2 separate regions of the Drosophila melanogaster genome follow, and region 1 is linked to region 2. The links are chromatin contacts, called in public Hi-C maps. All regions are on one chromosome and are shown on one strand. The core of a region is the stretch at or near the end of the contact, and the rest is flanking DNA. Distances in the headings are between cores, read along the strand shown. Region 1 holds the start of CG6125. Region 2 holds the start of Glys (Glycogen synthase).

The links. A called contact is a pair of places that touch in the nucleus more often than the background predicts.
Region 1: a contact with region 2 is called in a Hi-C map of the Kc167 cell line, with 3 times the contacts expected there. A contact is called at or near these places in 2 of 107 Hi-C or Micro-C datasets (the Kc167 cell line and wing imaginal disc).

Annotation. Positions count from the first base shown.
Region 1 is chr3R:15,405,008-15,411,002 of dm6, reverse strand. CG6125 reads left to right here and starts at 3,933. Exons shown (of 6, transcript NM_001300409.1): 1 at 3,933-4,102; 2 at 5,697-5,995. The coding sequence starts at 4,072. It overlaps Atx2 (Ataxin-2), which reads right to left and starts at 1,552. Exons shown (of 5, transcript NM_169658.3): 1 at 1,469-1,552.
Region 2 is chr3R:15,143,296-15,149,830 of dm6, reverse strand. Glys (Glycogen synthase) reads left to right here and starts at 2,300. Exons shown (of 5, transcript NM_169611.2): 1 at 2,300-2,356; 2 at 4,592-5,565; 3 at 6,005-6,535. The coding sequence starts at 4,592.

The DNA.
Region 1 (5,995 bases), core at 2,684-5,183, 260 kb before region 2:
TTGGAGGCTCTCGGGCCTGCTCAGGGGCTTTCGGGGGGTTGCTGCGGGCGTTTAGAAGGGGTTCGAAGTGTGCCAAAGAACGATACGAAACTCAGCGCAGCCGCCGCACGTCACAGCAACTGAAAACGTATAACTAAAAACTGAATACGGCAAGCGGCAAACAGCAAACGCAAAGCTGCAAAATGCTGACAATGCAAGAAATTGCATTCGAAGAAGGCGAGCGACGAGAGTAAAAAAAAAAAATATAATGCACTACGTGATACGTGAGCGAGTGTGCCATGCATCACCGTGGGCACTACGGGCACGGGCCGCACAGTGGGCCTGATTCGCCCTGAGCGCCATCCCAGGCCCACTGTGCCCACAAGCTTGAGGTTGTGATGTGGTATTGTGTTGATGCCGTACACAATGAATAATGAACACGCATTTCAAACCGTTTGCGGCATAAATATGACTGGACGAGGAAGACTCGTATGATAAGGCCAAAGTGAGTGGCCACTACAGTGATACCTCTTCAGCAATCCAGTACAGGCTATGATTTGTATGATTTCAACGATAGTCTTCACATTTATTAACATTCGTTAGTAATCACCGAATGTTACTTTAAAAAATGTGAAAATATTTTAAAGTGCTTAGTCATAGTGATTCACAATACTGACACATTTCTACTCCATTACAATGCAATTTTGGGAACACTTGCTATTTGGTTCTTTCCATAACTGATTTATTTATTCTGTGATAAATCACAATCCTAATTACATTATACAAATAGGGTTGAGTTATTGAAGAGACCACTACTATCTTTACGCCTGCAAACTTGCATTATGAATGATTTTTTGACCATTTTTTTTGGTATTTATATGTATTTATATTTATATGATTTGTTTCTCAACTATTTCTTAAATACATATCTGCACAGTTTTTCACAGATAAATTGATAAAACTGGCGGACGTGCCGATACTTATGCGCCGCACTGTGTCCGAATGCGGATGTGAATGTTGTTGTGTGGCTGCGTTTGTGGCTGTGCCTGTGTGCGCTGCAGTCATATTTCAATTGAAAATTTTAAGGGCGCAGCAGCAGGAGGACAGGGGTGGGGAATGGGTGTTGGGGGCTATGGAGCACCCTCTCACGGGGGTGGCAATGCGACTCGTTGGTGCGACAAAACGGAAACCTTTAAACAAATTATGTTCTCTACACACATTTGGCCATTGTGAAAGGGAAATGTAAACAAAGCATAAAGTTCGATTCTTGAAACACAAACACACACACACATGCTTGCACTCACTCGCACACACAGACACACAGGGCTCGCGATGGCCTATTATATAAGCGCCATTTGCATTCCAAAAAACCAACAAAAAAAAAGCTTAAGAATGGTTTTCCATGAGATGATGCAGTAGTAGGTAGCATTCACGAGATTAAGAAAAAAAATAATAATGTGAAAAAAGACGACACGAGACGCGCTTTCACCTTTTAATTTTTTTTTAGTCAACCGGACCGGGAGAGAAAAGAGCTCTTTGTGGCGCTTTCGGTTGTCGCGGGTTTTCAATTTGTCAGGGCAACGGCGAACTGCAAACTGCGACGGCAAAAAGCAAAGGCAAAAAGCAAAAGGCAAAAACAAACCAGCCCCAAATGCAGTGGTGTGCGTTTGTGCCCCCCTTTGTTGTGTGGCATGGCACTCTGCTGACTCTGGTACCTCTGCGTGCTCGGCTCACCTGAAGCACCCTGCTCAAATGACGCCCCTGCGCTATCGCCCCTGGTTTTTGCCAGTGCAGCTGGGTGCTGGTGGTGCTGGTCAAAGCTGCTTCTTCTTACCTTGAGATGCCGCCGCTGGCACCGCCGCCAGTGGGTCGGGTTTTCCGCTTGCTATTGTTGTTCATAATAACGTCGATTGGATGTGGATCGCCAATTGCCAACTGCCAATTGCCAACCGCCGATGTGGTCGGTTTGTGTCCGATTGCCGGGAGGCCAGAAGGAGCAGTCCGAGTACCAATTGACCACCAGGACACTTTTCAGCAGTCGTTCAAACCTGGCGTTTTTGCTTCTTTTCTCTTCTGTTTCCTCTTTCGCCCGTTTCTGCTGTGCTTCTTACTACTGCTGCTGCTGCTCTCTTGCTTCGGCTGCTACTTTTTGCTTCGGCCGATTTTCCCCCGGATTTACCAACTTTCCGATCGGAGGATCCTGATGCGATGGTCGCGGATGGGCGGGCGAGGCGTGTTCTAGCCAAGATGTGATATTTCGGCGCCGTCTAGCACTGTAACTTGGCTGCTATAAACGCTTTTGTTGCTAATTTTATTTTTTCCCTGCGTACTGTAGCGATAACGAGCAAGGTTGCTTGACGAGTTGCTTTCCGCAGTCGATACTTTTTTGCACATCCCTAGCGCACATCGACGGCGTATTTGGCAAATCGGTGAAAAAAAATAGTGGAAATGCAACAACGGAACGGCACGACGAGCTGCAGCGACTGGGCGGCGGTAGTGGTAAACGGCGAATTTTGTTGCGTCGAAAGACTATTTTGCTAATTTATTAACTTCAATCTGAACGGGGGTGCGTATGTGCAGCCACAGTGTTCGGTATCGAATGGTTATCGCCTGCGCACTCGATTTGACAGCGCCAGACGGTGTTTGCCTATCGATTGCTCCCGGGCTATCGCCTGCTCAAAAACAGTGTTGCACACAGTCGTTTGGGCGCGCAATTTGAACTGCTTATGGTTTGTATTCAATCGCAGCGGTATTAAGCAAATATTTGCTCCAAATCTAGATCACAAATACAGGCGAATCTATTAATAGCCCGGAGCTATCGTCTGTGTCCCAGTAGGTGGAAAACATCCGCATGTTTACCGAATGTCAAGATAGGCGGCCACAGACGACGACCTTGTATGTCAAGAAATTCCTTTTTCCGAGAAAGCTGCCGCCGCTTAATCATTTCAAAGTCAACCGCAAATCCACTCTTCGCCGACCTATGTCGTTTGTATCTCCTCTCCATCATGAGATATAATACTAATTACGATGCTATCTGGTTTACAGCCCAACAGGGTCGCCATACACATAAGCCGTAAATCTGTCCGGTCCACACGCCAGGCGGACCGTCTTTGTAACGCCTGATAGAATCGTTAGCACCTAGTGAAATTCCCAGCCTGAGATTTAATAACTCGCTACTAAGATACTTGGGAAGACATTGTAGGCTACACAGTATCTCTTATTTATCGCAGCTACTGATTATTACGATTTTATAAAATATGGCTGTATAATTACAATTATGAATATGATCAATTATATGTATAACCTTATTCTAATCATATTAGAAATTATATAATATTAAATTCGTATTACATAGGTAGGGCATACAGATTCCGAATATATATGTTTATGCTTCCTTTAAGAATGACTGTCACAAGGTGTCACAGCTTATGCTAAGATATATATTTGGATGATTAATTTGTGATCTTTTGATTTGTCTAACCCAATATTCAAATATTGGTCCATCGTTTATCGATCGAGGTGAGTGAAATGCCACTTGGGCGGCAGTCAAAGGTGGAAAATTACTTGGAGTCCACACGACAGACAGCCCAGTGGGATGGAGATTAATGATCGGGGATGGTTGGGTGCCGACCAGATAGCCTCCCCCACTGCGCGCTTTGTAGCGATATCGCAGTAGTTTCTGCCACCGGTGCCGTTGACATTTCCAGTTATATATTCGTTTGTTCCCGCTCCGGCCGGCGGATTCAAATGCGAGCGCCCAACCCTCCGCAATGTTTGCTCGCCCATCTGCCTGCCGAATGGGCGTTAAGTGTATCATTGTTGTGCGCTGATCTCTGGCTGAAAATAAAAGCGCACCATGTTTGTCGCCTTTTTCTTGACTCTTTTCATTTTTCGTGTTTATCAGAAAAATCTGCCCCAGCCCACTTATTTATCACTCAAGAATTCGCTTATTCGGCAGTTTTCATTAGATTGCGAAGCGGTGCACTTGGCTCACTTACGAGGAAAGGATAATCAGTACTTAATAATCCAGAGCTCCATCGCCCGAATGTCCTTTGAATAAAAATATTTAAAGTCCAAACGGATACGTGCATAATGTCGATTGTAAAGAAGTTGTCCTTCGATGGTAAGGATAAGAGCCTTCGGTGTTCAATATGTTGTGAAAAGTGAAATCCTAATTAGCGAGACAAGGATATAACGATTTGATAATCCAAGTGCAATAACCTTATAATATAAAAGGATTTAAAAGACAATCGTTTCCACTATTTAATACACAATATTATTTGAAGTTCTTTGATCTGTTTTTGTGACTCACTATAGCAATAGTATCGTGATCTTTTTACAACCGTTCCATTTACACAACTTGGCCCATTTTACTACCGCCATATATGCCACCCGCCGATCTGCCGCCTTAATTAGCAGCGGAAAACAGCTGGAGATATAGTCGCCACAAGATGTTAAAAGTTTTGGCCTGAGGTTACGAATTAGCATTCATTTTGGGTTTTCGTATACGCCGTCATGAACGATAAGACCAGATCGTAAAAAATATTTAACTTGCCAATCTGTCGACCGCAAATATTAACATTAGCTGAGAAAACATTTCGGATTAAACATGTAATTATGTTCACATTACATAAATATAAATATATATAGAACCAGATCATAATAGAGTATTAATTTGCAAATGGAAAAAGTATTATCAACTCAATTTATTTGGGCACAACTTGTAGTATTTACTTCGTATATAGCAAACCTATTATTAACATTGGTACGACAAAACCTTCAATACTTAATCGATTTTCGCAGGTGTACTAAGTACACAATAGTAAGTACACTGTACTTTAAACTAATTCATGTGAAACGTAACACCCATGATCAATGGTTTGCACTATCCATTTAGATCCATAGACAGAGAGATGACTAATCTGGGTGGACTAATCAATTTGCTTTCTATCTGAATGGCACCCAATGTGCTAATTAACCGTTTACTTCTAGTGAATTTGCATAAAAAAAATCACCCATTTAATATTGTCTCTATTCAGGTTTCGCTTTGTTTACCTTTATAAAAATAAATGGGTAACAAATGATTTTTAATGCGATTAACATAAAGAGCGATGGAGGAAGACACATATAACAGGTTTTAAGACTCGCATGTATGTACATATGTATATATATCCGAACAATTAGGTGTTATATGAACGTACTGGCTCTCCAATAGAGTTCCTCAATATGAGACAAGAATCTCAGTTATTTAAACAAATTGCCGGGAACACAGTCCGGGTTGAGAATACTCAAACATATGTGCTTAATTACGATTTCACACAATTAATTTTTTGCCATTTTTGCTTGGCTGTCGGCTCGGCTCGGCAGCGAACAAGCTGGACTGTGAAGTTCGTTCGTTCGTTGTTTTTTTGTTATTATTATTAAAACGCTAAAAATTCCCCTGACAAAATCAAACAATTTCGGCTGGCAGAGCGATTGTACCTGGCCATTGGCGAAACGGAAACAGAGTCAGAAAATCAGTACACAATGCGTTGGCCGCGAAAGCACACGTTCGGCTTGTGGCCCAAACGAAATGGTCGGAATCGCAGTAGTGGAGAAGCCACTGGGGGGCAACCCCAGGCCACTGTGGCCACCATTTACGATCGTAGGAACAACGGATTAGCTGTTCTCAACACGACATCGTACTAAGTAGTGTCTGTCTGCTTTCCTGTTTTCAGCTGGCTGCGAGGAGAAGGAGAAGTACACGGCCCAGAATGGCGATGATTACTATGGCCAGGCGCACACCGTCGACCTGGACGTGGCCAGCAAGTACTCCAAGCCCAAGGAGGCCCACTGGCTGGTGCGGCGCATATTCTTCCTCAGCTGGATTACCAGTTACGATCGAGAGCAGGCGTTCGCCGATTTGATTGCCGGCATCACCTTGGGCCTGACCATCATACCACAAAGTATTGCTTATGCCGCGCTGGCAGGACTCTCCTCGGAGTACGGCCTGTACTCCGCCTTCATTGGCTCCATC
Region 2 (6,535 bases), core at 1,051-3,550:
TTCGGTTGAGTTCATTAACCATCACTAATTTCCAGCTGTCTTGGCTTCTTGTGCCGCATAAGCGCAATCAACGCAACCTCGACTTTTTTTTGGGAAGCTTCTTTCGTTGTTATCTTTATTGTCCTGCAATATTTCGACAGCGGGTGTTTTGGCAGTGGGCGGGTTGGTGGATGGGTGGGTCATGACATAAATTAGTCACATTTCATTTGGACGTCCCTTAACCTTAAGTCGGTTAAGTTCAGCTCGCAGGCAATGTCTTATTCCAGAGGCGAGTGACTAGAGTTCACGTGCCAAGCCATGGTCACTAATGAATTATGGCCAAGTTTTTAATTAAGCTCTTTATGGCGTGGTCAAGGCGTTTGGCCTCGATAATACCCGTTTATTTTCGAATTCCCGTGCCATTTCGTTTTTTTTTGTGTTGAGATCACAAAGTCTGAATTATGATAAGATTAAAAGTAATTTTTAGTGGTCTTTAAAAAATTCAAATTTCATGAATTGCTGTAAGATAAGAACGTTAGTTGCAGAAATTCAAAAACCATTGCTTAATTACAAATTCACAGCGTACATTTATTTATTTGGGCAAAGGGCCAAAATGTAGCATTCAGCATTGTCCTTGACCCACGAATACCCCGAAAAGTGTTCGTATTCCCTGGCCACAGAGATAAGGCAGTCATGAGTGTGACCATTACGACTATGAAGTGTAAGTGTAAGTGTGAATGTGAATCCTGGTGACAATTGTCGCTGCAGGAAATTGCAAAACTAACTAAAATCGGTGGAAGAGGGCTGAAGTGAATGGGGGGAGGGGTGGGTTTTGAAACAAGTGAGCCAAATGCAAGCCAAAATGATTTACAGTTAAATGGCAAGGATATGTCATAAACATAAAAGTCGGCACTTTCATATTGTCCTTCTTGTGCCATTGTGCCTGTTATCAATGGATGTTTATGAAGGACACAAAGAGCAAGACGCATCAAAGACATTGAAAGCAGACGAGGACACAAATAATAATATTAATGTCCTTTGACCTTGTGAACCGCTGAGAAAGTCAATTGAAGCTACAGCGCCACCTGGCGACGGGGTAATTCAACATTAATAAAAATGTTTTTTTTTTTTTAATTTAAAGAAAAGAATGCTCTACTGATATTGAAATATTTGCGGTTACTCAATTGACCCAGTTATCCTGCACCATCTATCTCTTTCTATTTGTAAATGATTGCCTGTTCTTCACACTTTTCAATTAATAAACATAAAAACGCAAGTCGAAATGGAAGAATGGGAATTAAAAGGCGACAGGAAAGTTGCGTGTCCATCTTCCAGTTTTAATTGAGGTTAAGTGAGCGGACATTAAATTGTTTATAGAGCAAGGTTACGACAAACTGTTCAAATTTCTGTGAAATATGGCTTTTTATGCGATAAGTGAAGAAAATTCAAGGTGAGCGTTGACGATGGACAATTAAATGTCCAAACGGATTTGGATCAAGGTAAGATGGCAACCAAATATCCAATTCCTATTTGCAAAAGAAACAAAGATAAAATGCATCTAAGAAAGAATGATATATCATTCATAATATTATAAATTATTTATTTGTTAGTAAACATTTAAGCAGATGGAATATTTCAATCTTAAATAACAACTCAAAATCTTCCGATGTAATTGTATGACATAAAGAACTGCGATACTTAAATAAAAAGGTTCTAGACTGAACTTTAAAATTTCCGCTCTATGGCGAAGTACGAACTGATTTTATTTACAGCTGGCAATGCTGCTTGCGTTACTTGCTTACGTTTTTTCAAAAAACTTGGCGCCCATTTTTAAAAAGTTTGCCTTAGTTGACATGAGAGCTTAAAAATATTGTAAATAAAATTATATATTCATTGTTATTCAAGGTAAATTAAATTTTTAACGTGCTTGATAATATATGAGTTTTGACTGGTACATCAGGAACATATTAACCAGAATCCTGACACTTTTCAAGTTGTCATCAACAAAATGATGAATGGTCATCATCAAAAGCATAGGCACTTATTGCCGACGACACAGGTACCAACATCTGCTCTATGACGTCGATTATTAAAAGGCATCGTTTAAAATTGCTATATTAAGACTGCCAGTTTTTGGCAAGCCAATGAAAAGGTTGCCACACTGGGCACAGGCGAAGACAGTAGCAGTGTGCCCAGACAGAAAAATATAAATTTCCCTCCGCATTTCTCTCTGCGCAAACTCCCACTCGCCAATACAAAAACAACAGGAACAAGAACTCTCCCGGCTGCCCATGGATTTTCTTTTTGTTTTCGAATTCTTTTTCAGTTATTCGTTTTGTTTCGTGTGGCCAACAACAGCGACTGCGGTGGCCCCAAGGTGATTGTATTTCCGAGATCGGGGGACTATATATATAATATATAGCCGTGCGCGTGCCAAACTTAAAGTTACTCCCACACACCGATTGATGCACTTTCAAGCAAACATTCGTTATCAGCGGCTTGCAGTTTTTGTTGCATTTCGTAATTGGCGCCAAGCGAATGCTTTGGAAACATACGTTATCAGACTTTATAGCACTACCTGATGGAAAAGTGATAAACGCGAAACATAAACAAATAGGCGGTGATAAGCGTTATTAGCATTATCAATGCGCCGGCCGCATGAAAAAGAAAATACAAATTCCTGGCGTCCTCTCTCTCCCTCTCTTTCGCCCACCACAGAGTGCAACAAAAACAAAATTATCAAGTTTTTAAACTTGTTGAGCGGGTTGAATACGGCAACAACAATTGGTACAACAAAAAAACACGAACAAACAATAACAAAATGGGGCGCAAGAATAATACCAATAATGGTGAACAATTTTTAGTGCTCTCGCTCTCGCTCAGCAGCACGCCGCCACTGACCTTTATTTGACTTTTAGCTGGCAATGAAAAAATATCTCTGCCTGCCACAAACACACAAACACAGACGTACACTTGAGGTCTTGCCGCTGTGTTGTTGTTGCTGCTGTTGTTCTTGTTGTTTTTAATTTCGGAGTTGCATTGCAGAAGCGCGTATGTGCGGGTGCGAGTGAGATAGCACTTCATTTTCACCTCCTCCTTCGCAATCACATAAATAAATTATCAAGTGCAAGAAGTCGACAATTGTTCAACTGTTAGTAATCGTGCCAAGAGGTTTTTCTCACTTTTACTTTTGCTTGCATTCCTTCGTTAATTGCTTTTAAACATAATTGTGATTGTATTGAGTGAGAAGTGCGAAGGAGACAAGTGCAATCGAGTGATAGTTAAGATATCACGCCCTCTAGCGTCGGATAAAGTGGATATAGTCCTGAAAAAGTTTAGACCTTAGTTTATGTTTAATTACAAATAATGCGAACTTTGAAAGGACAAGGTACGGAAGTACAAAGAGAGTCCTATGATAAAAGGTGAATTATTAGGTACAAATCCAAAGCCGTAGAGAAAGTTATGTCAAGAGATTATAGCCCGTATTTCGTTATATCAACACAGATAAGATAATTAATATGTTAAAAAATTTTATTGTCTCGAAAATTTGAGCCAATTGATATTTTGTGGTTTCCTCGTTTGCCAAGGTCATTCTGGACAGTGTTCAATTAAGAATTCAACTCCCCCTTTTGACTTCGAATTTGATTAGATGGATAAACCTGAAAACTAAATAAGTAGAAGACAAATTCTAAGTCGTTAGTGCTATAGGAGAAACTGACGCCTTCAGCATTTTTCCTCTCAATTTGTGACGTTGACAATTAAAAAACATTTGCCAAATTTTCATGTATAGTCGTACACATAGAGCGGAAAATTTGGCAAACTCATCTTTGCTCACTAATGAAACTGAACTAAACATTTCCGACATCCGAAAATAGACCTTTGGCTTATAGAGGCCTCATCTATAGCTATAGAATATGGCACGTACATAAATGACCGACTGTCAGGGACATGGGCGATGTCGCATAGCACCGGTTATCAGTCCATAAACTGCAGCGATGCAACTGCACTCGCCTGATAGCCGATCGATCGCACCTCGCTGCGTGGTGATGCAACAAATGCCGGCGTGATGACAATGAATAAATACCAATACGAACAGCGCCAACATCAAGCGCGGTCGATGCACGGCGAGAAATCAGGCGATCTTCATACAGGTTTCAACTATTCACTCTTATTTTCATAACTGGAAAACGAATACTCGAAATACTCGTTACCTCCAATGTAGAATCCTTTAAGATGCTTATTCGAATAAAATAATTAATTAATTAATTTGAATTAATAGCTTTTTGTGTGAAATATAAGCTTTGTCTTAATATACAAGTGTAAGCGATAAGGAATCACTGCTTGTAATGTGGGTCAAGCCGGTGGCTAAATTTAGTTGACACTATCAGTCCGCGACGAGAGCCTCAACGGAGGGGTACAGCTATAGATCAGCGGCGTCTAGATTATAGCATCCCGTTCCCAACATATCAAGGAGATGCGCAGACAGCAGTCCTACCGTTTCGAGGACAACGAGTCCACGTCTTACGCTCTGAGGGTGGGGATCAACTTTGGGCAGAACAAAAGGCAGAGATTATACTAAAACTAATTGCTACTATTGCAACCGTCGTTCCAGATGAATCGTCGCTTTTCGAGAGTGGAGTCCGGGGCGGACCTTAAGGATTATTTCGATCGGGGTGATATCGCTTCCCGGGAGAACCGCTGGAACTTCGAGGTGGCATGGGAGGTGGCCAACAAGGTGGGCGGTATTTACACGGTGATCCGGTCGAAGGCATATGTCTCCACCGAGGAGATGGGCGAGCAGTTGTGTATGATGGGTCCCTACAAGGAGCACTGTGCCCGCACCGAGATGGAGGAGATGGAGTTCCCCAGGGGAAACCCCCTACTAGACGCTGTCAACTCATTGCGCTCGCGAGGCTATAAAATCCACACCGGTCGCTGGCTGGTGGACGGAAATCCTCAATTAATCCTGTTCGATATTGGATCAGCCGCTTGGAAGCTGGATCAGTTCAAATCGGAGATGTGGGAGAAGTGCCATATTGGAATACCTCATTTGGATATCGAGACGAACGATGCCATTATCCTTGGCTTTATGATTGCCGAGTTCCTGGAGGAGTTCCGCAACTTTGCCGTGACTTATTCGCAGAACAACGAATTGAGCGCTCCGAGGATTGTCGCCCACTTCCACGAATGGCAAGCTGGCGTGGGTCTCATTGTCCTACGTACTCGTCTGGTGGAGATCGCCACTGTGTTCACTACCCACGCCACATTGTTGGGTCGTTACTTGTGCGCCGGCAACACCGATTTCTACAACAATCTGGACAAGTTCGCCGTGGACGAAGAGGCGGGCAAGCGCCAAATCTATCATCGTTATTGCCTGGAGCGAGGTGCCACCCACTTGGCTCATGTGTTCACCACCGTCTCCGAGATTACGGGCTACGAGGCAGAGCATCTGCTCAAGCGCAAACCGGACATCATCACGCCCAATGGACTGAACGTGAAGAAGTTCTCGGCCATCCACGAGTTCCAGAACTTGCACGCCGTTGCCAAGGAGAAGATCAACGAATTCGTGCGGGGTCACTTTTACGGGTGAGTAGACAATGCAGAACTCCTGCTCACCAAATCTGCAATATCCGACATTAGAGTAAATAATTAATTATTAGCTAATTGACAATGACAATTCATCGATTCTGATTTCATTTTACGATGCAAGAGAGATAGTATTATCTAAAGAAAATGTTATGCGGAAATGTTTTCAATATTCTACACCCTTGAATAAAGGTTAATCGATAGAAACATGTCTCTCTATAATCTACATGCATGATTATATGATTTGTAGGCTATAGTATTTTAATATGAGCATGGAACCTAACATTTAAAAAGGATTCTATAGATTTATAGGTTAGATACAAATACATTTGATAATAATCAATTCATTATCAAACTGATAAAATACTAATTCATTTGAAAGCCTTTATCAAGTTGTATAGTAATAAATAATATCCTATTATATTTCCTATCCCTACAGCCACATTGACTTTGATTTAGATAAGACCCTGTACTTCTTCATCGCCGGTCGCTACGAGTTTGGAAACAAGGGAGCCGACATCTTCATCGAGGCACTGGCTCGCTTGAACGCGATGCTCAAGCACGAGAAGCCGGACACCACGGTGGTGGCCTTTCTCATCTTCCCCACCAAGACCAACAACTTCAACGTGGACTCGCTGCGAGGACATGCCGTGATCAAGCAGTTGCGCGATACGATCAACAACGTCCAGCAGGCCGTGGGCAAGCGGATGTTCGACACTTGTCTGCAGGGCAACATACCCAATGCCGATGATCTGCTTCAGAAGGATGACCTCGTCAAGATCAAGCGTTGCATGTTCGCCATGCAGCGCGATTCGATGCCGCCTGTTACCACGCACAATGTGGCTGATGACTGGAATGATCCGGTGCTATCCTCAATCCGTCGTTGCCATCTGTTCAACTCGCGCCACGATCGTGTCAAGATGGTCTTCCATCCGGAGTTCCTCACATCCACAAATCCTCTGTTTGGAAT